Linked DNA regions of Sus scrofa: region 1 is linked to region 2. The links are chromatin contacts, called in public promoter capture Hi-C maps. All regions are on one chromosome and are shown on one strand. The core of a region is the stretch at or near the end of the contact, and the rest is flanking DNA. Distances in the headings are between cores, read along the strand shown.

The links. Promoter capture Hi-C pulls out the DNA fragments that hold promoters and counts their contacts.
Region 1: a promoter capture Hi-C map of fetal liver shows a contact between it and region 2, with 2.3 times the contacts expected there. The contact joins the promoter of NEU1 here to the promoter of VARS in region 2. A contact is called at or near these places in 2 of 5 promoter capture datasets (fetal liver and fetal skeletal muscle), 21 of 47 Hi-C or Micro-C datasets (adipose tissue, alveolar macrophages, blood and 10 more) and 2 of 2 datasets of contacts at active chromatin or transcription factors (alveolar macrophages and skeletal muscle).

Annotation. Positions count from the first base shown.
Region 1 is chr7:23,957,032-23,960,104 of Sscrofa11.1, forward strand. It overlaps NEU1 (neuraminidase 1), which reads right to left and starts at 1,628. Exons shown (of 6, transcript NM_001101822.1): 1 at 1,327-1,628; 2 at 721-913. The coding sequence starts at 1,488. It overlaps SLC44A4 (solute carrier family 44 member 4), which reads right to left. Exons shown (of 21, transcript NM_001101818.1): 21 at 1,904-2,148. The coding sequence ends at 2,027.
Region 2 is chr7:23,897,947-23,900,841 of Sscrofa11.1, forward strand. It overlaps VARS (valyl-tRNA synthetase), which reads right to left and starts at 1,319. Exons shown (of 33, transcript NM_001195378.1): 1 at 734-1,319. The coding sequence starts at 1,120. LSM2 (LSM2 homolog, U6 small nuclear RNA and mRNA degradation associated) reads right to left here. Exons shown (of 5, transcript NM_001123136.1): 5 at 2,439-2,895. The coding sequence ends at 2,794.

The sequences.
Region 1 (3,073 bases), core at 378-2,877, 59 kb after region 2:
CTGGGGCATTTTTTCCTCAGGCTCATTTACCTCCTTTAAGTCTTTGCTCAAATGTCCTTTTTTGAAAATTGCAGTCAAACTCTTGACCCTCTCCATACCTCTTGCCCTGTTTTATTTTTATTTTTCTCCATTACACTTAATCACCTTCCAACACAAATATATTACTTATTATGCTTATTGTCTGCCTCCTCCCAATAGAATATAAGCCCTGCAAAGGCGAGGATTTTTGCTCTGTTTTGTTCATAACTGTAGTCACAGAACTTAGAACACTGCCAGGTATATAGTAAGTGCTCAATAAACATTTGGATGAATGTTCAACTCCTTGGAGATCCCAATGTCTGCATTACTGCCCTGGACACCTTCCCTTCTTAGGTTGCCTCTAGTCTTCAGGGACCCAGCAGCTCCAGGGCTCTACGGAAAATCAGGCTCCCCACCCATTCAACATCTTGCCACACAGGCTTTTTTTTTTTTTTTTAGGGCTGCCCCTGCGTGCGGCATATGGAAGTTGCCAGGCTAGGTGTCAAATTGGAGCTGCACCCACCGGCCTTTGCCACAGCAATGAGGGATCCAAGCCAGGTTTGCAACCAACACCACAGATCACAGCACCGTCAGATCCTTGAACCCACTGAGCAAGGCCAGGGACTGAACCCACATCCTCATGGTTACTAGTCGGGTTCATTACTGCTAAGCGGTGGTGGGAACTCCCAGGCATAGTTTTACCCTGGTCCATGGATCTCCGCAGAGCAATGAATTTAGCGCCTTTATCCGATGCTGACATTTTCCTGGCCTCAGCGAAGGCAAGGAGGGTGCCTCGAGGAGTGGTGGTGATGAGTGGGATGCGGAAGGTGTCCACAGAACCGATCTGTTTTCCGCTCACCCACAGCAGTTGCTCCATGGTCACCAGCGGGTGCACCTGTGAAGGGAGGAGTTCCGGTGAACTGAACAAATGTGACTTGGGCTTTAGGGTGAATGAATAGCAACTCAGACGCAGGTTCCCCTGGGAAAGGTAGGGTGGTAGGGACCCCAAGTGGGAGCAGGTTTCCCAGAACAAGGAAGGGGAACCCTGAGGAGAGTTTGTAGCGAAGCTGGAGTCTCTAGGCAGCGTAAGGGACTACGAGGGGAGAAGAAGCCCTCTGGGATAGGGAAACCTCAAAAGGGGAAGGAGCTCGAATGAGGAGCCTCAGAAGGAAAGAGGACGAGGAACCCAGAGAGGGGCAGGGATTGGGAAAGGAGAGGGGGCTTAGCAGCCTGCGTCCCGGGCGTACAACCTGACACAGACCGACCGCCTGCGTGGTTGGGGATGGGGCCATGCGAGGGTTAACTCACCAGACTGAAGTCGTTCTTTGCCCTGGCTCCGACTCCTGCCGGAGACAACAGCAGCAGGAAGATCGAGGCAAATACCTGGGCCCTATAGGCTTCCCCTAATCCCAGCATAGGCGGTCTCCCGGGTCTGCCCAGGGGCACTGCGCCGGGTCGCTCCGCAGTCATCTCTCCCCCGCGGCGGCCGCGACCCTGGCTCCACGATTAGACGCGGGCTTGAGTCGCTCAGTTGACCCCAGCCCTTTAAATGCTCAGATGTCACCCTCAAATCCACAGCAAGTCAGGGCCCCCAGCCGAGCTACCGCGACTTTAATTGGCCCTCGCGTAACTCCTCACGTGACCCTTCAGCACCTCCTCTCTACGTTGTCCAATGGGCCTTCTTTGAAGTCCCGGAGCGCGTGACCCGAACGGGAAGACTATTGGTTTGATTGAAGAAGGGGGCGGGCATAACTCCACAGATGCCTTTTGATTGGCCGTGATACTGGTGGGGGTGTAGGGGCGTCACAGGGGCAGGGCCCCTTTTAAAGAGCCAGGTGGGCGGGGGAGGGCAGCGTGTGGTCTTGGAGGAAATAAAAGTCCCAGAGTTTTTGAGAAAACACAATATCAATCTTTTAATCTTTTTACTACAAAATCGACATCTGGAAGGCGGGAATGAGGCTGGGAGGCTGTACAGGCGGGGTGCTGTTTTGGATCAGGGCTACGTCTCTCACTTCTTCCTCTTCTTGTCTCCCGAGGGCACCTCGTTCTTCTTGCCCAGAATCTTCAGAAGGGCTTTGGACATGTAGTAGGGCCGGTCCAGGGAGCCGTCGTTCCTCTCCAGGTCTTCCACTGAGGCGCGACATAGACCCATAAGAACGGAACGTTGGGGGCTAACCCCATTCCCGGGGGTGGAAATCAAGGACCAAGAGACAGCTGCCTGGTTTCCTGGCTGCATTCCCACCAGCTGTTTTTTGGGGCAATTTTTGTAAACTGCTAAATAGGTTATGTAAATAGGTCATCTGTAGAGTGGAGTCGATAATACTATGTTTCATAGAATGAAAGGGATTAACGGAAAAAAATACATGATACATGTCAGTTTCTTAGCGGAGAGCCTGGTACTTAAGATATCCCAAATGAATGCATACAGTAGGGTGAGAAAATCCTCACTCTCTACAGCCACCTGCTGGGGAGTCTGCTGTGGCTAACTTCATCCCTAGATCTATCTTTCTTTCTCTCTCTCTCTCTCTCTCTCTCTCTCTCTCTCTCTCTCTCTCTCTCTCTCTCTCTTTCTTTCTTTCCTTTCTTTCTTTCTCTCTTCTTTCTCTCTCTTTCTCTTTCTTTCTTTCATTCTCTCTCTCTCTTTCTTTCTCTCTTTCTTCTTTCTTTCTTCCTCCCCCCCCCCGCCCCCGCCACCCCGCATTCGTGGTATACAGAAGGGCTTAGGGCACAGCTTCGCAATGCCGGATCTTTAACCCAATGTACAGGGCCAGGGATGGAACCTGCCCTGCCGCAGAGACAGCACCAGATCCTTAGCTTGCTGTACCACAGCAGGAACTCTCTTCCCTAGATTTTCTGCAGGAAGATGCCAGAGGCCTCTCCCCTGGAATGCTCCTTCTTGGGAGAGCGCAGGAGACTAGGGGCTCACTCCCATACTGCTTCCCAAATACCTGGCCTGAGGATGTTAGTAGAGGCTCCCTCAGGCTCTGGCTTCTATAACTCATGAAATTGCTATTTCGAGAAGCACCAAGTCTCTGAAAAAGCCTGAATGATCTGG
Region 2 (2,895 bases), core at 69-2,568:
GGTGTTGCCGTGAGCTGTGGTGTAGGTTGCAGATGCAGCTCAGATCCGGAGTTGCTGTGGCTGTGGTGTAAGCTGGTGGCTACAGCTCCGATTCGACCCCTAGCCTGGGAACCTCCATATGCTGCAGGAGAGGCCCTAGAAAAGGCAAAAAGACAAAAGAAAACAAAAACAAAAAAATCCAAAAAGTACTAAATATTGAACCTGTGCTCAACATTCTGTGAGGAGATGGTGTTATAAGGACGGTAAGGCACAGACCCACTCTGAAAAGACTTCCGGCTGTAATCTTGTGTGATTTGCTCTCTTTTCCCCTACTTTCCCTCCTCTTCATTGCATTTCTCCCCAGCCAACTGTCATCAGTCCAGGCCTGGTGCCTCTGCACCAGTCTCCTGGTGTTCTACTTCTTTCCCTGGCCCTAGTCTTTTCCTACAATTCAGTAACGTCTAACCTTATCAGTTTCAGATCCATCGAGCCCTCCCTCACTCAGAAACGGCAGAGCATCTGGCATCAGATTATGTGCTCTGACACATCTTTTAATCTTCTCAACATGTCCTCAATTTTCGTTTCCATAGGCATAGGAAGACCAAGGCTCCCGGAGGTCAAGAAAGCTGCCCACGTCTGCCACACCAGATGGCAAGTAGGGGTGACCAGTCTTTTTCTGACATAGTATCTTTCTGGCTCACTGCCCTCTTCGAAATTCCCTCCTGCCCCTCTCCCCCGCTCAGCTTCTTCTCACCTGGGGGTCCTGGGCAGAGCTTCGGAGTCCCAAAGCTGGCAGCGTTGCCCCACAGGCAGCTGGTATTAGCTCCGTGTCTGCGTAACTGACCCACTGCTGGACAAGGACAGCGGCCCGACTACCTCCAGGGCCCCCCAGGCCTGCTGGCCACAGCAGCTGGGCCACGGCCGTGGCTCCCCACACCCAGAGCCCACCGGGCCCCTGCTCCAGGGCGGGCAGGCGGGGTGGGGGAAAGGGAGTCCTGCTGGCCGGGGGCGGCTGAAGACAGACGCGGGGGTGGGCTCCTCCCCATCCTGGACCCTCCCCAGCCTCGCCGTAGCGGGCAGCTATGAGGGCTCGGAGGCTGGGGAAGGCATCGGGGTGAGGAGAGACGTAGAGGATGGACATGGTTGTGCAGGAAGTCCGAACGAGGTGGAAAAACCCTAAGAGAAAAGGGGACAGAGTAAGACCGAGGGACCCGGGGGCTCCTGAGTAGCTCCCCTACCTCAGGCTCCCGAGGCCCCCAGAACTGAGGATCTGATGGGGCCTCAAGATCCGAGGACCCTGCTCTCGGAGTGGCAATGACAGTGGGTAACTCCCCAAGCCCGCGAGCCCTACGGGCGTGGGGAGGCTCGAAAGAGCCTCTCCGCGGCCAGTAGGACGCGGGTTCAGGCCACATGTACCTACTGGAGGGAGATGGTCACACAGAGCCGGGCATCCACCTCATAGCCGGGCGCCGGCCGAAGTTAGACGGGCCTGGCAACCGGGGCTGAGGCGTCCGGCGGGCGGGGATGGTGGGCGGTCCTCCCGGTGACCCTAGATCCCTGCGACAGCCGCCCGGGCAATCTGCGCCCACGTGTTCCCCCCTTTGTGACTACGAGCGTTTCCGGGCCCCGGGGTCCTGGCACGGGCGCCCGTGCCCCGCCTGCGTGTGCCGGCGCTGCCTGGCCGATCTTGGCCCAGGGGTGCGCCGCCCGCCGCAGACTGCGCTCCCGAGGAACCGTGCGGGCCGCGGGCACGGGAGACGGGGTCGGGGAGGACGCGCCGGGAACCGCACTCCCGTCAGGCGCCGCCGCGGGCACCCCGTACGGGTCCTCGGGCGGGGCGGGGTGGGGCGGGGGGGGCGGGGCGGGGCGGGGCGGGAGGGCGGTGCCAGCGGGCCTTCACGCGGCGGCGGCGGAGGGCGGCTCCTGACGCCAACGTGGGTAGGGGTCCGTTTGGCCGAGGTCCTGGTGTCCAGCTTCTCCTTGAGCCTCATTTCCTTCTACGTGGGAGGAGGGAGTCGAATTGGATGGCTTCTAACGGCCCTTCGTCCTGAGAACCCTCATCTGGGGCGGGAACTCTTACTTGCTAAATGAGTTTAGAGTTAATTCCCAGTCACAACTCTCCACAATGAAAGTTGTCACTTGTATTTATATGCAATAGATATTGGGGAAGCACTAGATCCAGCATCAAACGCATTTAGGTGTCTCATTAGCTTCCACCTTAATACAAGGACAGCAAACATTCGCAGGTACAGTATTAGGAAAAGGCTATGGTAGGTAGGCTGCATAGGTAGGGGGCATGCAGTCCAACTGAGGTACGGTTTGTATCAGGAAGAGTGGTAGCCAATACGGACAGGACGGGTTGGGGCCTTGGCTTGGGTAATGAGAGTAACAGGGCTGGGTGAATTCAGCATCCCTTTCCCACTCTCTAGCCCCCTTCCCAAAACACAGAACCAGAACTCGAATTTGCATCATAAATTTTATTCCCGATGCGGGACAGATTCCTTCCATCCCCAGAATGAATCACATGCTACCCTAGAAAGACCTGGGAGATTCTCCCACCTCCAGGGAAGAAGTGAGAAAGGCAGGTGCTGGGGATAGGGAAGGCTTCGCAGTTCCCGGGCTTCCTTTTCCTCCCCTTCTCAATACAGGAGAGTAGCTCTCCATTATTATTACTCTCATCCACTCATCCCTTAAAAAAAACACAAAAACTTTGCTGTGAAAAAAACAACACCTCAAGTATGGGAGGGAGGCATCCTGAGCTGGGACATGAGGCTCAGAATCACCGATGGAAGGAGGGAAAGGGAGGAGCAGCCATCACTGCTTCTGTTGCAGGGCCTCCTTCCTTGCTGCGTCCTGTAGCAACTGTGTGTCAACCTCATCTGCTGGCAACTGCACATAGCGAACCACTGAGCCTCG